Regions from separate parts of the Hordeum vulgare genome. Here region 2 is linked to region 1. Evidence: chromatin contacts called from public Hi-C data. All regions are on one chromosome and are shown on one strand. Each heading gives the region's core, a stretch centred on a gene start, on an enhancer-like site or on the middle of the called end of the contact. The rest is flanking DNA. Distances are from core to core; before and after follow the strand shown.

Region 1 (3,206 bases), core at 4-2,503:
ACTTGCCGCCTCTTTCATTAATTGCTTCTCTTGAGTCGAGCAGGCAGGCAGACTGATCTTGGTTTGTTCTCGAGATGCTGCTTCTTGTTTGCGTGCTGGTACTCGATGTTGGCCATGGTCGTCAAGCGCTTGTCGGCGACCGGGGGTGGAAGCCGGACATGTAGTTCCGGACTTCGATCCGGATCATCTCCTGCATCATCGACAGGAACTCCCCGTTGAAGGGCGCCGCCGCGCGTGGTTGAGGCGGCGGGGGCGGCTGGAGATGGAACGGCATGGACGGGGGCGGCATCTGAGGCGCTGCGGCGGGCTGTACAGGAGCAGGAACAGGAGGTGGCGGCATGGGCATGGGCATAGGCTGCGCCACCGGGGCTGGCTCGGGCGCGTCCAAGCCGGGCAGGGAGAGCGAGAGCGAGAGGGACGTCGCCGGAGGAGGAGGAGGGGGCGGCGGCGGTGGAGACGGAGGCGAGGGCTGAGGAGTTGCCGTCGGGAGCACGACCACCCCGCCGGCCCGCGCAACCGGGCGGTAGACGTGCGGCTGGTGCGAGGCGGCGGACGGCATGACGGAGGGGAGGCTCTGGTGGCTGGAGTCGCTGAGGTCCGATCCCGACGGGCTGCCGGGGCTGAAGCAGAGCCCCGGGTACCCGTCGCTGCTGGTCCGCTTCAGCGGGCGGCGGTCGTCGTCGACCGCGTCATCACCGGGCGAGGCGGAGGCGGAGGCGGAGGCGGACGCCGAGGATGATGAGGAGTACTTGCGCTTGAGCGTGGAGTTCCAGTGGTTCTTGATGGCGTTGTCGGTGCGGCCGGAGAGCAGGCGGGCGATGGTGGCCCACTTGTTGCCGAACCTTGCGTGGGCGCGGAGGATGGTGTCGTCCTCGTCGGGGGTGAAGGGGCGGTGCTCCACCTGCGGCGAGAGCTGGTTGCACCACCGGAGGCGGCACGACTTGCCGGACCGCCCCGGGATGGACTTGCTGATGAGCGACCAGTTGCGCGCCCCGTGGCGTCCCACCAGCCGCTGCAGCGCGTCGTCCTCCTCCGGGCTCCACGGGCCCTTGATCCGGTCCACGTCCTTGCCGCCCCCTCCTCCTCCTCCTCTGCACGCCGCCATGACTCGCCGCCCGTAGATCGATCGATCGATCGATGGATGTACGTGTGCGTAGTAACCGCTCCCTGCTACGGGTGGTGGGTTACCGAAATAATGTGGTGGTGGTGGTGCGGTGGAGAAGTGGAGGGAGGAAGGAAGGAGACAGAGGAAGGATGGAGTGAGGGGAGCGGAGGGGGCAGGGGGAGGATATATACCTGGGACTGGAGGCGACGGTGAACGGGTTCCAGCCCAGCAGGGGAGGGAAGGGGGGGACGTGGGTACAGCTGGCCCCGGGACACGCGGCGTCGCTACCATCCCATATAAACGCTCCCCAACTGAAACCCGAAATGACTCTTCCTGCTCCAACGCCTACGTGTGGTTATGTTATGGACGGATGGATAGGGATAGGGATGGGGATGGGGAGGCAGGCGCAAAATAATATCTATCTATCTCTCTTCCCGGCCATCGCTTCCAACCGAAACGACCTCTGCTATTCATATTCATTTCTGGTACTATTATTTCTAGTAACAGATTCAAGTGACCGAGGAGTATGTAAGTATTTGTTGGGGATAGTAGGAATTTCCTGATTTTCGGCTTTTTAATCGGCGCGTATGGCGACGTGAGGATTTGTTTCGCCCAGCACAAATTTGAATCCCGCGCCGTCTCCATGCATGCCATGCGTCGCAAGCAAAACCGTCTCCGTCCGCGTCATTTCCACACGCACACGCGTGTGGCGCACCTTTCGCACAGGAAAATGCCTTGTCTTTTTTGCTACGTACCACTTAATAACCTGATTATGCGGAGTGCTACGTAGAGCAGAGTACATATCTAGCCTGGCAGTGGTAATTCGTTCAGTTCAGATACCATGCCAGATATCCTACGGTAACGTCTGAGGCATATAACGAGCTACCGGTTCCTGCTGGTATTTCGCTGTCTTTTTATCTTTCTTCCTTTCTTTTGGGACGTGATGACAGGCAAATAGAGGAAGGAAGGAAAAGGGAATTGGTGTTGGAACGGTGCGACGCTGCTGGTGAGTCGTCGTGGCCGTTGGGAGTTGAGGAGGCGTGGTCGCGGGATTGGGATCGGTGGCCCACCCCACCCCACCCCCAGTCCGCTCCACTGAACTGCAACCGACTGCTCCGAAACAAAACAAACCCGGCAAATTTAAAACCGGGGTGCATGGACGTGGTAGGGCGTCCGTCGTTGATGACGGACGCAGCGCCGTGCAAGCCGTGTTCCGGAAACGGTTTTGTTTCGATCTATCGGAAACGGATGTGTACGAAGGAACCACCCGTTGCCGGTGAGTGGAGGGCGGGCGGGCTTGCTTGCGTCCAATCTGCATGCGGTTGGTTGCTGCCCGCGCGTGTCCCCGTCCGAGGGATCGAGACGTCTCCTCCTCCCGCGATCCGACCACGACCGCTCTTCTTCCTCCCTCTCCTTTCCTTTCGTTTCGTTTGCGTTACACTTCTACCGGCCTGAGGGAGAATAGAGGAGAGCCCGACTAACTACCAGGACGGCACGCCGCAACTAACAGCAGCTGAAAAGCACCGCCATGATCGACGGGCCGCAACCTTCATTCCTCCTCTTCTCTTCTCTGGGTCGGTGACGGGTCTCACGTCTCAGCTATACTAGCTTATAGCGCGCCTGTGCTGTGCCGTGCTTCCTTCCTTGTGCGTCACACACACACACAGGCTAGAGCGATGCTCCGATTAATACTAACGAACAAACGCCCGGGATAGCTGCGTCAACCAACTTGTCGCGCGTCTCCATCCTATTCCAAACATCTGAAAGCCCAGCCTGCACCAACCGCCCCGCGCAATGACCGTCTCCAATTCCACATCTTAATCTTAAGCCTAACAAAAACAGCTATGGCTATAGTACCACTACTATTAAGGTGATACACAAGCTTTCCGGTTTTGGCAGCTAGCCCAAGCCCAAGCCCAAGCCAAACCGCGTCAAATCCAGACTCCCCCTATCAAATCCTAATAATAATCAACGCAAGTAGGAGTGCCATCATATTTTTGTCTCTCTGCGTTTGTTCCTCATGGACCCATGGCTGTGGCTGCACCTCGCCAGTCACATCGACGTTGCATGGAAGCAATGCTAGCGACAATTTCATCTCAAC
Region 2 (2,991 bases), core at 20-2,519, 440 kb after region 1:
TCAACGTTTTTATGTGTGTAACCCTCATAGGTGGTAGGGTCATGCTCAAATGCAAGTGTTATCGAGGAACCATCGGAAACAACATACCGAGGGGTTTACGGATTCAATCATGATCACATGCATCGAAATCAAATAATAAACATGGCATGCATGAAAGTATTTTCTCAGACATGGTTAAAGGGATGTTTGCCTTGCTCTATAGGTCTCCGGGTCTTCGAGTTCTTCCGATTCAACTCCGAGTACTCCGTTTATTTCACCAACTATCATCGGAACAACAATTATAAGTCACACAACAAGAAGAAACACAAAGTGCTCTATAAATAGAAGTTTTATCACTCTTGGACACCTATGGCGAGAAGAAAAAGCCTAGAGTTGTTCTAAGGGATTTGGATCACCGGAGCTTTTTGAATGGTAGAAATGGAGGCATCACTCGCCCCGCAAAAATCTATAGAAAATATTCTGTTAAAAATGAGTGGAGGCACTCATTTAATAGGGTATGTTTTTAGAAACATTAAGAAGTGATTTCACTGGATTTGGAGTTGGTATGAATATTCTAGGGGTTTTACAATATGGAATAAATAGGAATAGGTGCTATTTATTTGATGCAACACAAATATGGTAGATAAAAATGTTGACTAAGGCTAGAACAATAGTGCATGATATTTGGGGTACCTATAAATTGGAATCACTCCATTTGGAGTTGATCTGAGTTCTCTAGGATTTTTACAAGGAGGATTTGAAACATTCAAATTTGGATTTGAATATTAACGCCACTAAAGGATTCTTTGGAAAAATGTGAATGCACATATTTGGGAAGGCAAGGATTTTTGGAGTATGTAGGAACTTGAATCATTAAATTAGGAGTTCATAATAAGTAATTATGGATTTTAGAAGTTCCTGTTAAAAGAAATGGGGGGAAACTTTTTACCAGGGGAGCTAAACTGCGCCTAGTGGCGCTCGGAGGAGGTGGGCCGGCTGAGTGCCTCTGTCTGGCGGGCAGCAGGTGGCGCAGGAAGCGCCTTCCTGGCAATGTGCCTTTTGTGCGGGGAAGTGGCCAGGAGGCTCCCATCTCCACTTACCATGCATGGGCCTGGCACGTCGGTCATCGACACGCGGGACTCGTCGGTCATCGACACGCGGGACTCGTCGGTCAGGACCGTTTTCTAACTCCCACTCGATGGGGAGAGACAGAGGAGGCGGGGCAGGGCAGCACCTAGCGCTTGGCCCTGTAGCCCCCAGTCGTCCGTGACATCACCCCGACCCCAGATGCGTGCGGGGCTAGGAGGCACGCTCGCCTGGGTGGTCTGCTCCCGCCAGGGACCACCGAGGCATGCAGGATATTAGCCGCGGTGGAGCAGTCATTGGTGACCGCGGGGGAATGGCACACCGAGAACTGGAGGGAGAAAACTGCATGAGGGAAGGGCCACCACAAACCTTGGGAGGCCATGGCAAGCTCGAGAGGAGAGAAGGGGCTCGGGGACGGTCGAATTCGAGCGAGGTCAAAACATGGCAATGGAGGCCACAGAAAGGCCTCTCGAGCTCGGGAGCTCCAATGGCTCAGGCACGCGACACTTGGAAGAGGGGGAGTGCCCTAGGGGGAGTCAGGGAGCTCGGGGGAAAAGAATTTAGCAAGGGGCGACGAGTGTGAGCTTGGGTCCGCTTAGGAGCGCTCTAGCACGGCTACCACACTCGTCGTAGCAACTTTGGAAGTTAGCTTGGAACGCACAGGGGCATGGGCGGTCAAAGGGAGGTCTTATGGCACGCTGGGAACCGCTGCCACAGCCGGACCTAAGCTGCAGCAAGAGAAATAGGTGTAGAGCACCATTATTGCATGCAGACAGCGTGGTCACCATGCCAAAGTATGTCCGCGCCCACCCTTTGGCCAGGCCAAGGTGTCCAGTGATACGTCTCCAACGTATCTATAATTTTTTATGGTTTCATGTTATTATCTTCTCAAACTTTAGATGTTTTGTATGCCTTTTATATATTTTTTGGGACTAACCTATTAACTCAGTGCCAAGTGCCAGTTCCTATTTTTTCGTGTTTTTGACCCTTTTCAGAGGAAATTTTAAACGGAGTCCAAACGGAATAAAACATCCGAAAAGATTTTTTCCAAAACAGAAGACGATTGGGAGACTTGAGAACCAAGGCAGAGGGTCTCCAGGGACCCCACAAGCCCTCATGGCGCGACTGGGGGGCCCGCGCCTCCCAGGCTTGTGGGGTCCGTGGGCCTCCTCTGCCCTAGCTCCTTCGCCTATATATTCCCTAAAATCCCAAAAAAATCACGAGAGCCACGAAAATACTTTTTCGCTGCCGCAAGCTTCTGTCTCCGCAAGATCCCATATGGGGCACGTTCTGGTGCCCTGCCGGAGGGGGGATTCGGATACAGAGGGCTTCCTCATCAACACCATGACCTCTACAATGATGCATGAGTAGTTCACCATAGACTTACAGGTCCATAGCTAGTAGCTAGATGGCTTCTTTTCTCTTTTGGATCTTCAATACAAAGTTCTTCATGATCTTCATGGAGATCTATCCGATGTAATCTTCTTTTGCGGTGTGTTTGTCGAGATCCGATGAGTTGTGGATTTATGATCAGATTATATATGAATCTTATTTGAGTTTCTTCTGATCTCTTGTATCCATGATTTTATATCCTTGTAATTCTCTTCGAGTTGTGGGTTTTGTTTTGCCAGCTTGATCTATGATTCTTCCAATGGGAGAAGTGCTTGGTTTTGGGTTCATACCGTGCGGTGACCTCACCCAGTGACCGAAGGGGTAGCGAGGCACGCATCGTGTTGTTGCCATCAAGGGTAAAAAGATGGGGTTTTCATCATTGGTTTGAGTTTATCCCTCTACATCATGTCATCTTGCTTAAGGCGTTACTCTGTTCATCATGAACTCAATACACTAGATGCATGCTGGATAGCGGTCGATGTGTGGAGTAATAGTAGTAGATGCAGAAAGTATCGGTCTACTTGTCTCGGATGT

The links. Hi-C and Micro-C count contacts between places; a contact is called where the count stands out from the background.
Region 2: a contact with region 1 is called in a Hi-C map of seedling, with 3 times the contacts expected there. The contact joins the enhancer-like site here to the promoter of LOC123397754 in region 1. A contact is called at or near these places in 2 of 6 Hi-C or Micro-C datasets (leaf and seedling) and 1 of 1 datasets of contacts at active chromatin or transcription factors (embryo).

The regions. Positions count from the first base shown.
Region 1 is chr5H:345,551,872-345,555,077 of MorexV3_pseudomolecules_assembly, forward strand. It overlaps LOC123397754 (transcription factor MYB44-like), which reads right to left and starts at 1,254. Exons shown (of 1, transcript XM_045092290.1): 1 at 1-1,254. The coding sequence starts at 1,105. The coding sequence ends at 122.
Region 2 is chr5H:345,996,527-345,999,517 of MorexV3_pseudomolecules_assembly, forward strand. No RefSeq gene overlaps it. Among protein-coding and RNA genes, the nearest start is that of LOC123395685, 150 kb to the right of the region's middle. Within about 2 kb of position 1,270, at least 3 of the 3 cell types and tissues checked have open chromatin away from gene starts, as enhancers often do. A contact at or near this core is called in leaf and seedling, where this site is marked.